3 separate regions of the Mus musculus genome follow, and regions 2 and 3 are each linked to region 1. A link is a contact called in public Hi-C and Micro-C data. All regions are on one chromosome and are shown on one strand. Each heading gives the region's core, a stretch centred on a gene start, on an enhancer-like site or on the middle of the called end of the contact. The rest is flanking DNA. Distances are from core to core; before and after follow the strand shown. Region 1 overlaps Gm39833 (a long non-coding RNA gene). Region 2 has its middle 45 kb from the start of Gm13582. Region 3 has its middle 65 kb from the start of Gm39833.

Evidence for each region. A called contact is a pair of places that touch in the nucleus more often than the background predicts.
Region 2: a contact with region 1 is called in a Micro-C map of muscle stem cells, with 4 times the contacts expected there. The contact joins two enhancer-like sites. A contact is called at or near these places in 2 of 15 datasets of contacts at CTCF or cohesin (CD8 T cells and the NIH/3T3 cell line), 3 of 484 Hi-C or Micro-C datasets (muscle stem cells and uterus) and 1 of 115 datasets of contacts at active chromatin or transcription factors (bone marrow-derived macrophages).
Region 3: a contact with region 1 is called in a Hi-C map of myocytes, with 2.5 times the contacts expected there. The contact joins two enhancer-like sites. A contact is called at or near these places in 8 of 484 Hi-C or Micro-C datasets (the C2C12 cell line, the G1E-ER4 cell line, the N1E-115 cell line and 3 more).

The regions. Positions count from the first base shown.
Region 1 is chr2:61,137,240-61,141,476 of GRCm38.p6, forward strand. The region is part of intron 2 of Gm39833 (a long non-coding RNA gene); the gene reads left to right. Among named protein-coding and RNA genes, the nearest start is that of Gm39833, 12 kb to the left of the region's middle. Within about 2 kb of position 1,867, at least 164 of the 459 cell types and tissues checked have an H3K27ac peak or open chromatin away from gene starts, as enhancers often do. A contact at or near this core is called in muscle stem cells and myocytes, where this site is marked.
Region 2 is chr2:61,018,470-61,022,706 of GRCm38.p6, forward strand. No RefSeq gene overlaps it. Among named protein-coding and RNA genes, the nearest start is that of Gm13582, 45 kb to the left of the region's middle. Within about 2 kb of position 2,527, at least 4 of the 459 cell types and tissues checked have an H3K27ac peak or open chromatin away from gene starts, as enhancers often do. A contact at or near this core is called in muscle stem cells, where this site is marked.
Region 3 is chr2:61,060,410-61,064,646 of GRCm38.p6, forward strand. No RefSeq gene overlaps it. Among named protein-coding and RNA genes, the nearest start is that of Gm39833, 65 kb to the right of the region's middle. Within about 2 kb of position 1,857, at least 21 of the 459 cell types and tissues checked have an H3K27ac peak or open chromatin away from gene starts, as enhancers often do. A contact at or near this core is called in myocytes, where this site is marked.

The DNA of each region.
Region 1 (4,237 bases), core at 617-3,116:
ACAAAAAAAAAAAAAAAAAAAAAAAAAAAAAAAAAAAAGTCAAGAAGGCATGTCTACACAATAGAATAATAGAATACTACACAAAACCCTGTAAGTGTGGTGAGGTGGTGAGTGATCAGACACATAGGATGTGGGGGTGTGGGGGGGGGAGAGGGAGGGAGAGAGGGAGGAAGGGAAGCAGAGAAGGAGATAAGGAGATAAGAAGGAGGGAATGCAGGGTAGAGGGGGGAAGGGAAGGGAAGGGAAGACTCAGAGGCGGCTCTGGAGTCTGAGATTGTCACACAGATTGTCACACAGACAGACAGAATGATAGCAACGTTGGCAGAAATGAGGAAGCCATGAGGACTCTCTGGTTTAGAGGAGAAAGCTTTTCTATGAATCTTAAATACTGGTGTTGGAGCCTAGCATTGAATATCAAGTAAAAATGTTAGAAAGGAAGTCAAATACTAAATACAGCTTCCACTTCCCCTTCTGCTAGTCTTTCCTCAAATACATGGTCAGCTTGTATAACTACGGGTGGGTTTTAGTGCTTGCTTTTCATAACATTTGAGTAAGTAGGTCAGTACTACCTACTTTGTAGATAAGAATCTCTTCTGCAGCCCCTGAAACCAACCCTCCACTTATTGCCTTATGGGAACATTTGACTTCCTAAGGATCCTATCACTATAGATATTGTCCCCAATCCCCTCTTCCTTTGGCTTCCCTACTGTTGCCTATAACCAAGGCTATCAGCCAGCTTTCTTTCCTTACACTGAAGCTTCATTTCCCTATTTATTCCTCCAGTCTCTCTGATGGCATTTAAAAATTATCCAGGTCTGATTCCTCTTCTCTTCTCTTCTCTTCTCTTCTCTTCTCTTCTCTTCTCTTCTCTTCTCTTCTCTTTCTTCTCTTCTCTTCTCTTCTCTTCTCTTCTCTTCTCTTCTCTTCTCTTCTCTTCTCCCCTCCCCTCCCCTCCCCTCCCCTCCCCTCCTTCTCTCTTTTCCTCTCCCCTCCCCTCCCCTTCCCCCACCCCCTCTCTCCTCTTTGTTACTGGGATGCTCTGTATATAACTAACTGTATGATACTTACAGTAAGTCTAAGGGAAGGTTGACCTTTTTTTATTACACACACACACACACACACGATAGCCTTCCTAGGAAACTGAGAAATGATATTTTAGCATCTCAGGAAAAAAAAAAGCCTCATCTAGAACCCCACAGGATAAACCCAACCACCAGATGCATGCCATCTATACCAAACACTGAGGACTTTTCTGCTGAATGTCGCAGTCCTTGTTGCTTCCTGATGCCCCATAGATGGTTGCTCTCCCTTTCCTTGCCTATATTCCAGTCTGCATCTCGTGGCCCTTGTGACTCCTATGCCTTCTAATGTAGACCATCTAAAAGAAAGAAAAACATGCCAGTACCCAGTGAATCCGGGTAAGGAGATGTTAACTTGGTCTGAGGGTGCTGTATCATTCCAGTGGATGACTTTTGGAGTTGTTTTCTTCTGGGGGCCTCCTGGTGCACATCCCCCTCCTGTTCCCTCTGGACAGCTGATTGTGCCCTGAGTGCTCTTGCTTCCCCGTTCTGGTTCCCTGTGTGCTTCTGCTTGCCAGAGTGTTCCTTTTATCCCCTTTGGTTTAATTGCCATGCAAAACCCTCTGTTGAGCTTTTAATTAGCAAGTTATCCCAGTCTGAAAACTGGAAACCCTGGGCTCTTTCGGCATATATTAAACAAGCTAAAATATGAAATTAAAGAAAACAGAGTTTTAGCCAACAGAAACAAGTGACTCATTTCCTTGTGAAAACACACTGGGTTTATGTTACTCTGGCAACAGGATTCCGGAATAGCGTCCTCCTCTCCCCCGTTTGGAGACTTTATGTGTTTCTGCTACAGTCAGTGTTCCACGGTGACCTAATGTTGAACCAAGTCTCTGGGTGAGTCACGAGGCGCAAGAGCAGTGGATTTTCTTTGAGATAGCGCATGCCCTGTCCCTTTGACCAAAGGAAGGAAAGTTTACTTTGTACAAGTGTAAAAGGATCCTAGGAACTCTCGGCCAGGGCTGCTCTGGGACAGAAGTGTGGTCCTGCTGTTACTCTCAAAACACCACCATCCCTTCTAATGTGTTTGAATTCCAAGTGCCTGTTGTTCTAAAGACAGCTGATTAAATCATAACGTACAACCTGTGTGCGCACCACATGGGGAAATGAAGATTTAGAGATTCACTGCACAAGACTCCAGATGTTTCTCGGGATTCACATCATGGGCGGGAACTTCCCGGTGCTTAGGGTCAAAATTTCGACCTACACCACTCCAAATCTCTACAGCAAAAATGTGCTGTGCAAAGCGGCTGCAGTAGCTCTCCTCGGCGAGTTTTTCGGTGCTCCGAGGCTCTTGAGAGGAAGTGAAGAGCGTCTTCAATTTATCAAGCTCTCGCTGCTTGGGATTTTAAGTTTCCAGAAGTTTTGTGAACAGCTTTAGGCATTGGCTGGATAGTCAGGAAAGTGTAACCATTAGGATGAGCTAAGAGTATGTGAAGAGTTTTAGTTTCCCCCCAGTTGCTACCAACTGTCTGCAAAGGAGAAGTCCAGCTTTTCTCAGTTCTGTTTCCCTCCCCATAAACTGTCTTCCCAGTTCTCCTGGATTTGTGGAGAAGGAACACAGTAAACAAACTAGGATTAGACTGGACATTGGGAGAGCATGGGGAGGGATGATTTAGTGACAATGTATACTGCATATCTTATTCCTATATGATGTCAATTTATGAAAAGAAATGCCGGGGAAGAAAGCTGCATAGGTAGCAGAAGACAGCCTAGTTGGCCATCACTGGGAAGAGAGGCCTCTTGGTTTTGCAAACATTATATGCCTCAGTACAGGGGAATGCCAGGGCCAAGAAGCAGGAGTGAGTGGGTGAGGGTATAGGGAACTTTCGGGATAGCATTTGAAATGTATATAAAGAAAATATCAAATAAATAAATAAATAAATAAATAAATAAATAAAATATGCTATGCTATGCTCTGCATGAGCTTTATAGTCAAATCAGGGAAATGTAAATTGTAATGATGAAGAAATAAAAACTATTGCTCAAAGGGAAAAACAAAAGAAATATTAGAGAAAGAATTCAAGTTGAGATAGAGGAGGTTGATTATTTTGGTTTTTTGTTCTGCCTTTTCTTTGAAACTTAGGAAGAAAGCTCCAGTGATATTTATTATATATAATAGAAACAGATGGTAGGGAGACAAAGAAGACGGTTGTTTTTTTCAAGACAGGGTTTCTCTGTGTAGCTCTGGCTGACCTGGAACCTGCTCTGTAGAGGAGGCTGGCCTCAAACTCAGAGACTGGCCTGCCTCTGCCTCCAGAGTACAGGGATTAAAGGTGTACGCCATCACGACCTGGCAATGCAGAAGGTTTTAAGGAGAGCTGGAGGCTCACATCCTCATTGTTAGAATAGAAGTAGAAGCAAAGGACTTCACCTCCAAAACTACACCTGTCTGCCGAGACTATGTCATCTAAACCATGATGCTGCTCTAACAATGAGCTGATGAAGCCATGACATTGTAAAACAACGCCAGATGTTGTTGTTAGTGATAGCAGATGCCTGCAATTGCAGGTGGATGCAAAAGAGTTAGGAGTTGAAGGCCAGTCTGGGCTATATGACACCATGTCTAAGTAAGTAAATAAATATCAATTACATGTGACCCTTCCTGGATCAATCTATCCATCCATCCATCCATCCATCCATCCATCCATCCATCCATCCATCCATCCATTGATTAATCCACTGATCGATCCATCCATCTGCCCATCCATCCATCCATCCATCCATCCATCCATCCATCCATCCATCCAAACAAATATAGCATGACAGAGCTATGAAGTTATTCTTACTGAATTAGTAGTCTCAACTTTTGGCGAATGTTTGGCAGAAATTCTTTTCTCTCTTTTTTACATTTCTTTTGTGCAGCCAAATACCAAGATGGAAAGCAAAAGATAATTTAGGTCAGCGCTGCTGTGTGAAGTGGCCCTGGTGAGCAGAGCCTTTCTCTCCAGTGCAAACAAATGAACAGCACCGGGGAAACATTCGCTTCTCATCAGCCCATTCTGACGTTTCACGTTTTGCTTCTTTTAAAATAAATAAATGTATTTGCATTTTTAAACTGCAAGTTATGTTTTTCCCCCAAATATCAACTCTGTGGGGGGTATTTTAAAAAGTAGTTCATCTGTTATGTGTTGGACTCGTGAGACTAAAATTAC
Region 2 (4,237 bases), core at 1,277-3,776, 120 kb before region 1:
CTAGGCTTGACAAGGGCTTCTGAAACCTCAAAGCCCACCCCCAGGGACACACTTCCTCCAACAAGGCCGCACCTCCTAATCCTTCTAATCTTTCCAAATAGTGCCACTTCCTGGTGACTAGCATTGAAATCTATGAGCCTAGGGGGCTGTTCTTATTCAAACCACCACAGTGTTCAATCAGAAAACACAATCCATCTTTGTAATTTTTAACATAGAGGATTTTGTTAAATAAATGCCAGGAAAAAAAAGAGAGAAAGCAGAAAGGGCCTGTGACTGTTACTGCTAATTGTCAGCTGACAGAATCTGGAATCACATGAGAGATGGTCCTCAGCGAATGTCTGTAAAAGATCGCTTTGATTATTCTAATGCATGTGGAAGGCCAGTGGTAATTGTGGATGGGACCATTCCCTCGGCAGAGGATTCTGGACTGTATAACATGGAGAAAGAGAGCTGAACACTCATCTCTCTGTTTCCTGGTTGTGGATGTTGTGGGACCAGCTGGCTGCCTTGGAGTCTGTGCCATGATAACCTGAACCTTCTAATCGTGAGACCAAACAAAACCATTTTACCATAAGTCTCATTTGAAAGAGTATTTTCATCACAGCCACGGGAAAAGAGACTAGGTCAGGGAGGTAGTTTATATTAACACAGCTTGTGTGAACACCAGGAAAATCCACCATTTAGGCTGGAAGGATAAAATGAAATGAGTAGGAATTTTACAACCTAGAAAATGCTGAGAGCATGGGATCCAGCCTCTGGGGAGGTGACACTATCTGACCAGGCCTGGTCTGTCTATGTTGATACGGTGTGGTCAGTGCTGGGAGTGTCAGAAATGATCAGACACAACCAACCACCATCAACAGAATGAAGGGCTGTGTTGAAGCTACACTGCCAAGAATTCTTTCCTCATACTCTAGCTTTAGATGGCCTCCTTCTAGCACACTCTACTAATATAGCTTTTCAAATTGGTTGATTTCAAGAATCAGTGCAGATTTTGGCATGAAGCTCCCAAGTCAGAATAGAGAAAAAATGGGATTATACCAGCGAGAGAAAATAAGCATAGTCCTTGTAAACACACTTGAACATTTTCATTGCAGCAATAACGAATACAGGGATAGACTCCTCTTATAGAATTTGTTTTCACACTATCATCTTCCTACCAAAAGGAGAAGTACAGTTGCTGTAGTCAAATTAAGTATTATCCTATCAAACCACATAAAAAAGTAACAGACTACATATAGCTTTCTTAGGTTTAGTGATATTAATAACTTCTGAAGCATTTCATGTCTCCTTCCTGCTGGGCCAGCTGCTCAGCTGGTCTAATTCCTTTACCTAGTGGGTGACTCAGATCTTTAATATTAAAGTGTCCAGACCTTTAGTGGCCATACCTTCCTTTAGTTTGGATTATTTTGCAACAAACTTTGCTATTGAAAGAATATGAACTCCATACATTCCTTCCCACCTCCACTTTGCAGCCACGATTCCTTTTGATAATCAGGACTCATACCTCAAGCCAATAGAGTGGCCCTCATCTTGGTTGCTGATTGAATGACTAGAAGAACTCAAAATGACCAAGTAGGAGTCTTGTTTTTCAGTTCAGTGGAATCATCACTTTCCCCTTTGGTGGCTGCACTTTTCTAAGACCTCCAGATCTGCAGAATTCAAAACTGGGAGATGAAGTATCAACTGGTATGGAAAGGAATGACTCCATTGCTATCCCTGGGTGATCCCCAAAACTGTCTATTCTGTCTATGGAGAAAGCAGTACTAGAGAGGTTACTGAATCAAAGTGTATATGGTAACAGGATATCGTCTTGTAACTCCCATGTAGCAAAATAAATTATTGGTAGATTATTATACTATGTGGTCACACCACAGTTGGGTGATGAAGTTCCTACTGAAAATACAAATTTAGATTACTCACTTTCTGTGTCAAAAGAGAATTTCATGTTGGAGAATGATGGGCTAATTTAGAGTGAATGAATTGATCAGTAGGTGGACTGTGGAGCTTGAGTTAGTCAGAGGTTGGTCTTGCTATTGTGGGATTTGTCAACATCCTTAACTAGACAAACAGCTGGTATAATCTTATCTTTACCTCAATGGCCAGCAGAGTTGCCACTGAATTTTTTTATTCAGCATCTTACCTAGGAACATATGTTTCAGAATGAGCAGCTTCGACACAATGCATGCTTACCTTGCTTATCATGAATGTCATAGTTTAGGCTTTGTAAGTCTTGCTACAGTATTGCAGATTAGGGCTTTTATTTGACTTCACAGATTCCCCACTGTAGCCCACTACAGGATAGCGTTTGTTGTTATTTTGCTTAATCAGACACCCTTCCTGATGGAGGGACACTTATGTTGGTTGGATTTGGCCTCTCCTGATCTGCCCTGCTCTTTGAGAGGCCGGCTGTACTTGTGAAGTGAGTTTTCTGCGGTAGTGATTTTATCTCTTTAGTCAATGGGCCTTCTTGTTCTCTTTGTTGAATGATCACTTGCTGAAGTATGTGTCATGACAGCAGCTGTGTGGCAACAATCACGACTCTAGGGATCACACATTTGGCTTCTACAACACTAATAAAATATGCAGACAGGGATTGCTATAAAAGTTTACAAGGCACTTCAAAACAAAATATTAGACTTCAAATCTGGGCCATCACGACAAGTCTCATCCTCAGAATCTTTTAAGATCAGCAAGTGACTTTCTTCTTAACTCAGATATGGATTATGTATCTTTGCCGGTGTCTACATAATCTGCTCCACATCTAGTGACTGTCATGGGCACTGATCTTAAAGATCAGGACTGCTCGTGAGCTATTTACAATCTTAAATCAAGTGAGAAGAAAGAAAATAACCAAGAGAGAAAGAATAAATGTACAGAGAAGTCGAAGGCAGTGAGTTTCAGAACATCTGGGGATCTTAGTCTGACATGTCTGCATGGGACCATGTACTTGAACAGTAGATTATACTGAGTGTGAGGTAGAAGGGTCAATGCAGCTTGCACTGTAAACCTGACTCACTGCAGATCTCCTCCTCTGAGGCTGGCTTTACACTTATAACCTTCAAGTCACTTAGAAAATAGGCCAGAGAAACACACACAAATGTGGTATCTAAATCTGGAAAGCTCCAAAGGTTTGGTGTGTGGGATTAAAGCCAGTACAGTGGTTAGCCTTCTTCCATCTTAACGCTTTTAAAGAGACACAAAGAGTGGGCTTTCTGTATATATACTAGAACGCTTAAGTGTGTTTTAGTTCTATCTTGATGAGTGTGGCAAATGTAATTACTCCGAGTCATGCTAATTGTGATGAACAACCTTCCTGAGCACCACTTTGCTTAACAATGGTCACATGAGACAAAACGCACTGTGAGAGTTCACATTTATCCCTAAGGATCCATCCTTGTCTGCCTCTATCAACTCAGGTCCACATGTACCATGGACCAGTGTCTTCGCTGATGTCCAATAAGACTTTAAGATTTCCTTAAGGCTGGAATCACCTAAAGATTTAATGAGAACAAAAGCTTCTGGGTTTTGCACCACGTTTTCTAAATTGGTTTTTCCTAATGTACCCTTCAAGTTCCTCAGCTTCCTCTGTTACTTTTATTGAAATGGGAGGAATACTGTTCTGCTTGACTTCATCCCTTTTAGATTTCCACCAGTTATAGTATTTTTTAAAAGAAATTTCCTAAGTTATCTCACATGCTGCCTAAGGAGCCGCCCTGTATTAAGTTCTTAATGGCAGTTTTTCCTTGTGCTTAGAAGTGGCAGCTTAATAAGGCAACTATATGGGTAAGTATTCAACACACTATATGATTGTTTTTTTTTTTTGATATGTGATAATTTGGGTCTTAAAAACAGGAAAAAATGTACAAGAAAGACATTTTAGAATTTAAGGGAAGAAAGGTATCATGAGACTGGAGTTCTAAATGAAGCTATCCTTTTAGACATTTCTATGTGTGGACATAAAATAAAAGAGTAAAAATGTCTGAGTAAATAAAATGACCATTATTGGACTTTCTCTGTGACTCAATAGACTTGTCTGGATTCTGTTACAAATGGCAGAAAACCAAATTAAGTGAATTTAGTGGCAGGTTTTGTTCCTGACTCACAGAACTAATGAGTCAAGTTGGTAGGTTCAGCAGATTCTGATGTGAGAGAGACCTCCGGGAAACCACATGCCTCCCCAGCTGTCTTACCCCTTATGTTCTCTTCATTTGAGGCCGGCTTTGCCCATTAATAC
Region 3 (4,237 bases), core at 607-3,106, 77 kb before region 1:
CTGGTATTCTTGCCCAATATGTGTAAAACCTGAGTTTGACCATCAACACATACAATAACAGAACCAAAAACCAAAAAAGCTCCAACATTTCAGATTTTAGTTGTTGTTTTTGTTTGAAACAGGTCTCTTGTAGCCCTGTACTCTTTGTGTATCTGAAACTGGCCTTGAATTTCAGATCTTTCTGTTTCCATCTCCCATGTACTAAAATTACAACAATGTGTAATTTCACATTGGCATTATGTGGTTCTGGGAATTAGACACCAGGCTTTATGTGTAAACAATAAGGAAGTACCTACAGCTATGACACTGAAGAGTAAACCACAGAGAGATGCTATCAGAAGGAAGATTGGTTCCTGGGCAAGGGGGGCACATGGGAAAGAGGGATTTCTGAGAAAGAGTTCACAGTGTACTTACATAATATGAATGTGGTGCAGTCAAAACAAATTATCCCTTGAACCAATAGCAGAAAGTCAGTCCTGCTATGTAGAAAGCCAGCAATCTGCAGGCACCTAGTAAACAAGATATAGTAGTCAGACATACAGAAGAATATGGTGAAGACTTATATTCAAAATTTTGGTTTCTTTAAAAATACAGACATATTGTGAGAATATGTTTTCATTTTAATCCCAGGTGTGGGTTATGGGGCTGCTTCAGATTGTTCACAGCAGCTGACTAGGATTTGCCTCATGCTCTAGCAGTCATGTGATTTTGCCAGCTGCTGATTGTTTCTGTGAGTGTGTGGTGTTTGTAATGCTGGGGATTCTTCCAAGGTTATATAAATGCTAGGCCCCTGAGTGGTGGGGTGACTGTTCGGTGGGTTGTTGTTTGTTGGCTGTTGAATACTGTTGGTGGTGGTTTGTTAAGTAGTTGTGGACAAAGAAGGAAGAAGAAGAAGAAGAAGAAGAAGAAGAAGAAGAAGAAGAAGAAGAAGAAGAAGAAGAAGAAGAAGAAGAAGAAGAAGAAGAAGAAGAGGAGAGGAAAAGGAAGAGGAAGGAGAGGAAAAAGGAGAGGAAGAGGAGGAGGAGGAAGAGGAGAAGGAGGAAGAGGAGTTAAATATCCTTACAGTGAAGAACAAATTGCCCAAAGGAGCTCCATGTCCCTAATCAGCAGGAAGTAGTTTAATAAAAACTTAGCACCCTTTCCTACACCTGAGTTTTTTGGGGGGATTTCTTTCTCTCTCTGTCTACCTTCTATTCTTCTTTCTCTTCTACCTAGTGTTAGGGGTGTGAAAGGGTGGAAGAAGAGGGATGGAGAGGGGTAGAAGAACGAACCTACAAAGTAGCCCAACTCTAGCTACAAGGAGTATTCTAAAATCCAGAGGAGGGGCAGGGCAGGTACAGGACAGTCAGGAGGAGCACTGGATCAGGTTAGTCTACTTAGAAAAGATCGCTGGTCCCATGCCCTGTCCCCGGGACTCTTCCTAGTCTGCTGTAGCTCTGGCTACAGCCATTCCTGAGCAGAGGTGCCCTCCGCTATGTGTCTTGAACTCCCTGTCCTCTTCACCTCTGCTTGGGTGAACTCAGTCTGTGATACTAATCAAGCTCTTTCTAGCTTCCTGCAACATTGGAGCTTCCCCTTCCATGTTTCCATGGGGACTGTTAAATTTCAAGGGGCCCCACCATTCTCTTTGCTCTGTGCCTCCAGGCCAACTTCACAGACTTAGGAAAGAAGGTGGCTTAGGGCATCTGCAGTAGCACCATAGTGAGCTAAATGGGCCTTTGTGGATGGGTCTGGGAATCATCACTCTTTATAATGATAGTTTTCTGTGGGGAAATTCTTTGAGTTCCAAACACTCCATTGACTGGTGACCTTTTAGAATACAACTGTCCTATCTAGTCTCCCCAGTGGGGTGAGGTCATTAGCAGTTGTCAGAGTCAGGATGGAAGCAGCAGACCAAGGCCAGGGCAGGCTGGGGTCAGAAGCCAGGCACTAGGAAGCAGCTGTGAAAGAGCTGCAGGATGGGACAGGCAGTTAGAGAGTGACATATTTACTGTTTCAGAAATGTGTTCAAGTGGTGGCAGCGGGACAAGGGGAGGAGTTTGGTCCCCACAAATCCCCATCGGTTTCTTCAAAGGTCAAAATAGGAATCATAACAGCAAAACATGCATCCCAGAAAACAAGGTTTTATGTAAGAGGTGTGGCTAAGCATTGAAAAAATTGCTATCTAAATGGATCTCCTATAAACTTTAAACTTAAAACAGTGGGGTTAATGACCAGATACAACTTCTCCTAAAATCCTGTTACTCTTTTGCCCTCTTTCTACCAGAAGGCCCTCCCATACTGAATACATCATTGGTGATGTGTTCTGTGGTTCTGCCCGTGAACTTCTATCTGTGCTTTCTGAAATGTGATCAGGGGGCGCATGCCTAAGATGCTTTTCAAGATAGGATGCCTAAATCTGTTACCAAGTGGGCTATGCAATATGTGTGTGTGTGTGTGTGTGTGTGTGTGTGTGTGTGTGTGTGTGCGCTCCCATTTGTGCAGATGTGGAGGCCAGAAGTCAGCATTAGGTGGCTTCTATTGATCTCCACCTTATTTTGGGGACAGGACCTCTCACTGAACCTGGAACTAGCTGGTCAGTAAACTCTGGGAGCTCCCTGACTCTGTCTCTCCAGCACCGGGATTACAGATTTGTGTCACTGGGCTGGGCTTTAAGAAAATAAGGTGCTAAGGCCCTTGTGACTGATTTCTACCACTGCAAACAAACACCCCAAAGCTCCCTCCACAAAGACCAAGACAAACTATTGTTCCTGTCCCTTTCCTGGCATCCCATATTAAAACAGAAAGAAAAACTTCTTAAGTTATTCCCAATAGCCAAGTTACAGAATGAATTTCGGTGTTCATCTAATGAGATGACAAAAAGAAAAGGGGAAAAGAAAAGCAGCAGCATCAAATGATACGGAGAGAAACTTGAAGCAATCCCACTAAAATCAGGGACTAGACATGGCTGCCCACTCTCTCCCTACGTATTCAATATAGTACTTGAAGTCCTAGCCAGAGAAATTAGACAACAAAAGGAGATTAAAGGGATACAAATTGGAAAGGAAGAAGTAAAAATATTACTATTTGCAGATGATATGATAATAAACATAAGTGACCCCAAAAATTCCACCAGAGAACTCCTAAACCTGATAAACAGCTTCAGGACAGTAGCTGGATATAAAAATTAACTCAAGCAAATCAGTAGCCCTTCTCTACACAAAGGATACACAGGCTGAGAAATAAATTAGGGAAACAACACCCTTTACAATAGTCACAAATTATATAAAATACTTTGGTGTGGCTCTAACTATGTAAGTGAAAGATCTGTATAAGAACTTCAAGTCTCTGAAGAAAGAAATCAAAGAAACTCTCAGAAGATGGAATGATCTCCCATGCTCATGGATTGGCAGGATCAATATAGTAAAAACGGCTATCTTGCCAAAAGCAATCTACCATCAAAATTCCAACTCAATTCTTCACCGAGTTAAACAGAGCAATTTGAAAATTCATCTGGAATAACAAAAAACTAGGATAGCAAAACTATTCTTAACAATAAAAGAATCTCTGGTGGTATCACCATTCCTGACCTCAAACTGTGCTACAGAGCAATAGTGATAAAAACTGCATGGTACTGTTATAGACAGGTAGATCAATGGAATAGAATTGAAGACCCAGAAATGAATCCACATACTTATGGTCACTTGATCTTTAACAAAGGAGCTAAAACCATCCAGTGGAAAGAAGACAACATCTTCAACAAATGGTACTGGCTCAACTGGCAGTTAGCATGTAGAAGAATGTAAATTGATCCATTCTTATCTCCTTGTACAAAGCTCAAGTCTAAGTGGATCAAGGAACTCCACATAAAACCAGAGACTCTGAAATGTATAGAGGAGAAAGTGGGGAAAAGCCTCAAAGATATGGGCACAGGGAAAAGATTCCTGAACAGAACTGCAATGGCTTGTGCTATAAGATCAAGAATTGACAAATAGGACCTCATAAAATTGCAAAGCTTCTGTAAGGCAAAGGACAGTGTCAATAAGACAAAAAGGCCACCAACAGATTGGGAAGAGATCTTTACCAATTCTAAATCTGATAGAGGGCTAATATCCAATATATACAAAGAACTCAAGAAGTTAGACTCCAGAAGACCAAATAATCCTATTAAAAATGGGGTACAGAGCTAAACAAAGAATTCTCAACTGAAGAATACCGAATGGCGGAGAAGCACCTAAAAAAATTTTCAACATACTTA